Linked DNA regions of Sus scrofa: region 1 is linked to region 2. The links are chromatin contacts, called in public Hi-C maps. All regions are on one chromosome and are shown on one strand. The core of a region is the stretch at or near the end of the contact, and the rest is flanking DNA. Distances in the headings are between cores, read along the strand shown. Region 1 overlaps LGMN (legumain). Region 2 overlaps RIN3 (ras and Rab interactor 3).

What was found. A called contact is a pair of places that touch in the nucleus more often than the background predicts.
Region 1: a Hi-C map of liver shows a contact between it and region 2, with 1.6 times the contacts expected there. The contact joins two enhancer-like sites. A contact is called at or near these places in 1 of 47 Hi-C or Micro-C datasets (liver) and 1 of 2 datasets of contacts at active chromatin or transcription factors (alveolar macrophages).

Annotation. Positions count from the first base shown.
Region 1 is chr7:114,196,463-114,199,194 of Sscrofa11.1, forward strand. All of the region lies in intron 2 of LGMN (legumain), which reads right to left. Among named protein-coding and RNA genes, the nearest start is that of LGMN, 12 kb to the right of the region's middle. Within about 2 kb of position 1,284, at least 38 of the 83 cell types and tissues checked have an H3K27ac peak or open chromatin away from gene starts, as enhancers often do. A contact at or near this core is called in alveolar macrophages and liver, where this site is marked.
Region 2 is chr7:114,058,164-114,060,863 of Sscrofa11.1, forward strand. All of the region lies in intron 1 of RIN3 (ras and Rab interactor 3), which reads left to right. Among named protein-coding and RNA genes, the nearest start is that of RIN3, 24 kb to the left of the region's middle. Within about 2 kb of position 1,253, at least 36 of the 83 cell types and tissues checked have an H3K27ac peak or open chromatin away from gene starts, as enhancers often do. A contact at or near this core is called in alveolar macrophages and liver, where this site is marked.

The DNA.
Region 1 (2,732 bases), core at 34-2,533, 140 kb after region 2:
GAATTGTACGACATGCAAAATTATACCTCAGTAATACTGCCTGCAAAAAATGGTAACTGCACACACTTTTAAAATACATAAAATTAAAGGTGATCTTTCAGAAATGTAGTAACTCTGCCAAAACGCCAAACCACCTTCTCCTTCAGAGCCCCACGGGCAGCAAGGACCTCAAGCCTCCCCCTCACGCCCTCCTCCTAGTGACACCCGGCTCCCATCTGCCTCTCCTCCCAGCTCCCGGCATCCTGAACGTCCTCCCCACGGCCTGTGCAACAGCGACCTTGACGTTCAATCTACTTCACCACCACCTCTCTGCCCCAGCTGGGCCTAAGAGTTTCCTTCTCCATGGGCTCAAATCTCGGCTTTGAAAGAAACCCTCCTCCCGTCCACTCCTCCCCTGGTGACCGAGGTGCTCATTCTGCATCCCTCCAAGCCTGTTGGAAGGCTGGACCACACAGCCGTCCCCAAGTGCAGCTTGCACTGCGGGACCTCTCTCTGCCCTCCACGCGCTGCCGTCTGGGTCTGCCCCGCCACTGCAGGAACCTGTCCTCAAGGCCTTTCCCAGCCTGTCCCACCAGCATCACCCTAGACCAGCTCCCGCTCTGTCACCCACTGATCCCAGGATCCCAACCCGAAATGGAAAACAGAGAAATCCGTTCGGTTTAACTAACGCGGTATAAATAACCATCTTCAAGCGCAGAAAAGCACTCTGCAATGATTTGACTGAGCCTGGTGTATTTTTGAGGGGGACGGGGACCACACCTGCAGCATATGGAGGTTCCCAGGCTAGGGGTCAAATCAGAGCTGCAGCTGCCCGCCAACACCACAGCCACAGCAATGCCAGATCCCAGCCACGTCTGTGAGCGACACTGCAGCTTTTGGCAATGCCAGACGGTTAACCCACGGAGCAAGGCCAGGGATCAAAAAGCAATGCCACATGGTTAACCCACGGAGCAAGGCCAGGGATCAAAGCCTCATCCTTGTGTATACTAGTCCGGTTCTTAACCCATTGAGCCACAACGAGAACTCCGTGCTTGGTATATTAATCCTCCCTAAAGAAATTTGTGATAACGAGTGCTATGTTAACCCAAGGATAATGTAAACTTCTATAAAAATGTTAAGTTTAAAAGTATGTGTAGGTTCTACTTCCACTGGGAAAGTTCTTTCAAATGCTCTCTGAATGCTCAGCCTCCGTCAAGAGAGCAAATGTTGGCAGCTGGCTGAGAAGACACCCCGGCCGGCAGGGACATGGGCTGACCCAGCGATGACTCAGCATCCACATTTCCTCTGCACAGACTGCCTCGGTGCCAACATCCGCCCTCAGTGGGGATGAAGAGTTCAGCCTTCATTCCATTCTGCTGCCCTCATTCCTTTTTTTTTTTTTCGTCTTTTTTAGGGCCGCAACCACGGCATACAGAGGTTCCCAGGCTAGGGGTCTAATCAGAGCTACAGCTGCCAGCCTACGCCAGCGCCACAGCAATGCGAGATCTGAGCCACGTCCGTGACCTACACCACAGCTCACGGAAATCCTGGATCCTTAACCTACTAAGCGAGGCCAGGGATTGAACCCACACCCTTACAGATACTGCTCGGGATCATTACCGCTGAGCCACAGCAAGAACTCCACCTTCATTCCATTTTGATACTGAGTATTTTACCCAAGGAACCTAGCAACACACACAAAAGTTTTCTGGGAGCAAAGGGTAATCAGATTCCTCTTCTTAAAAATGTTTAATTAATGTATTTTTAAATGGTTGTATCAAAACCAGGGTGGCTGATGAAACAGCCCATCCACTGTCCATGACCTGTATTTGATACCCCATCTTTTCTAACGCATGGTGAGAGGAGAAGGAGAAGCTGACCTGGGCAGTTAGTATCAGGTTGCTCCTCTTTAACTGGGGCAGGTCCAGGCTAAATATTAAAAGGAAAAGGGATCATTCTGCCATGATAACAACCTTCCAATCAAGCCAAATTTCCTATTCAGCTAACATACAAAAACCATTCAAGAAATCCATCATTCAATAATCCAGCTACAGACTGGTAGGAAGTTCATCTAAACCAACCCCTACTGAACAGATACGAAAGCTGACACCTCGGGAAACGCACGGGAGGCAGCCCTACCAAGCTGTCGGGGCACCGATGCTAGACCCGAGCGGCACAGACCAGCAGGGCAGCCCCGGGCCACCCTGGTGATGAGCACTTCAAATGTGACCAGTCTGAACCAAACGCATGGTAATGGTGGATGCACACTGCATTTTCGTAACTTTTTTTCCTTTTACAGCCACACCCATGGCATATGTAGGTTCCCAGGCTGGGGCCTGGATGGGAGCTGTTGCTGCTGGCCTATGCCACAGCCACAGCCACAGCCACACAGGATCTGAACTGCGTCTCCGACCTACACCACAGCTCACGGCAACGCCAGATCCTTAACCCCCTGAGCGAGGCCGGGGACTGAACCCACGTCCTCATGGATACTAGTTGGGTTCGTTACTGCTGAGCCACTACAGGAATTCTTCAGTTTCCTTATTTATAAAATGAAGGCGTTGGACCGGTAGGTCTCAACTGGGGACACTTGGCAAAGGCTGGAGACAACGTTGGTTGTTACAATGGGGGGGGTAACCCTCCTGGTGTCTAGTGGCTAGAGGTCACGGAGGCTGCTGAACATCCTACGAAGTGCAGGACAGCCCCTCCCATGACAAACGATGACCTGGCCACAAGTATCAGTGAGGCTGAGC
Region 2 (2,700 bases), core at 3-2,502:
TACTGGCCAATGAATGCAGGATAAATAACACCTTTGAATGTTTGCTCGATGCCGGGAGCTATTTTGAACTCTTCCAGCAAGTCCTTGAGGTAGTAATGCTTCTGTTGCCCATTTTAAATGTGAGGAAACGGAGGCAGAGAGAGATCTAGCCACTTGCCAAAACCACCAAGCTGGGATCTAACCCAGGCGGTCTGGTTCCCGAGCCCACACTTAAACTGCTAGTCGACGCACCGCTCAAGGCCTAATTGCACACAGCGCCAGGGACAGAATTGGTACCATCGCCCACGAACCTAGTCCGGATGGGAGAACACAGTCCTTGCCTAAGCCTGGCACTGGGCGGGAGGGATGAGCAGAACGAGAGGCCAAGTTGGGCTAGGCCGGGTTCGAGGGCCTGGCTGGGGTAGGGAAAGGGGCTGGATCTGTGAGCCAGAGCCGGTTACAAAGGAAGGGGGAGCGAACTCAGCGCCAGTACCGGGAAGGCCATGGGCTTCCAGAGGCCAGGCCGAGGGATGCTGCGAGCTGGCAGGCAGAGCATCTGAGAAACAAAGTCTGGGAGCCACCACCAGAAAGGCCTCAGCCCTGAAGCCAGGTGCCTCCCCCCGGGCTCCACCTGGGCCCCGGTGGGCAGGTGGACAGCAGAGCGGCTGGCAGGCAGGGCTGGGAACCAGGCAGTGCCTGGCAGCGGCCAAGTGGCAGAAGGGCTGCAGCACACAGGTGTGGAAAGTTTGAAGGCCTTTGACCTGCTCGACCCTTTGATGTGGGCTGTGACGTGTGAACCGAGACAGCCAGACCTGCTCTCCGCGCTTCCGGGGTCCGGAAGACCTGCGTGAGCTGACTTCCCCTTCGTGAGGCTGTGGGCAGGGGCCCTGCAGGCCCTGTCCTGGCATCTTTGGGGCTGACCCACCCAGGGCTGGGGGCTTGGGCTGCACCCTGTGCCCCACCTCATCTTGGGAGGCCTTTTGGTCTCTGGGTGAGGAGACACCCAGGCAGCTTTCTCACAAGAGTGTTCCCAGCGCTGCCCTTGGAGCTGCTGGCACCCCCAGGTCTCGTGCAATTGTTTGGCCTGGGGCACTGGGCTGGAAGCATTTGCCGAGCACTGGCACACTGTCCATGTGAGAGATGCTAATGCTGAAACCAGCCGCCTCTCTTCCATCTCCACGTGACCTCCATTGTCAGCCTGGAGCTGTCATTCAGGTCCTGTGTCCTCCAGAGGCTGGGCCAACAGTGGAATTGGGCGGCAGCTGCAGCTCAGCTTCCACACGTCCAGGAAAGAGCATTTGGCAGAGAGGACGCCACAGAGAAGCTGGCCTGCCTGCCTGCCTTCCCTCAGGCTGTCTGCTGGGGCAGAGCCAGCCTGGCTTGGCAGAGAGCCTTCTGTTGGCACCAGGCCAAGGGTCGGCTGAGTCACAGAATCATGGAGTGCAGAGTGCTAGAAGGACCCTTAGCCCTAGGTCTCGTCTGTGTTCAGGCAATGCACGTGGAGCCCGTGGCAGACATCACTAGGAGATCCCAGCCGTCTTTCTCTGCTGAGCCTTTAGCAGAACCATCCAGGCAGCTGTTGCATGTCAACAGGGGTTCACAGGGAAATCCAGCCTTTCCATTCCCCATCTAGTCCCATCTTCTCATTTTCCTGAAGAGGCTGCTGAACCTAGAGAGGGGAAGGGAGTTGCCTGAAGTTGTGAGTGAACAACACAACCAGACCATGGTCCCCTGCTTTTGAACTCCGGGCCATTTCCTTTATATTATACCCATTCTCCTGATGAATACAGCTTTTGCAGGTCACTACTCATCTCATAAACTCTTATCTCCCTTCCTTTCCACAAGGTGATCCCAACCTCAGAATCTAAAAAGTTTCCTGTAATTCCCCAAGAGTGTTGTATATGTAGCTGCAGAAAAGCTGATGCTGTTTTAGATCATGTTAACAGGAGTAGAAAATCTAGATTGAGGGAGGTGATGGTCATGCTCTTTTCTGAGCTGCTCAGGGCACATCCAGGGAATCATCTCCCTGCTTGAGACTCTGCATTTCAGAGGTGCAAACACAAAAGGATACTCAGCACACTCAGAGAATAAAACTAGTGTAATGAGGGGGCTCAAAACCACTCCATCATTTAGTCAATTGATTTTTCAACAAGGATATGAAGAAACTTCCCTAGGGGAAAGCATAATCTTTTCAACAGATGGTGCTGGGGCGACAGGATATCCAAATGTAAAAGAGTGAGGTTGGACCCTACCTCACACCATACAGAAAAATTAATTCAAAAATGGAACAAAGACCTACATGTAAAATGTAAAACTATTAAAGTCTAAGAAGAAAGTAGGGGTAAATCTTCACGATCTTGGATCAGGCAATGGTTTCTTAAATAGAACACCAAAAGTGGACTTCACTTGTGGCACAGTGGATTAAGGACCCAGCATTGTCACTGCAGCAGGTTGGATTGCTGTGGCGCAGCTTTGAGCCCTGGCCCAGGAACCTCCACATGCCACAGACATGGCCAAAGAAAATAATTATATATATATATGAAACCAAAAGTACAAAGCAAATATATATATATATATAAAACAAAAAATACAAAGCAACAAAAGAGAAAAATAGATAGCTTGGACTTCACCAGAATTAAAGACTCTTGTGTTTCAAAGCACATCCTCACATTTTCACCCAGGAAATTAAAAGGCAGTCCACAGAATGAGAGAAAATGTTTG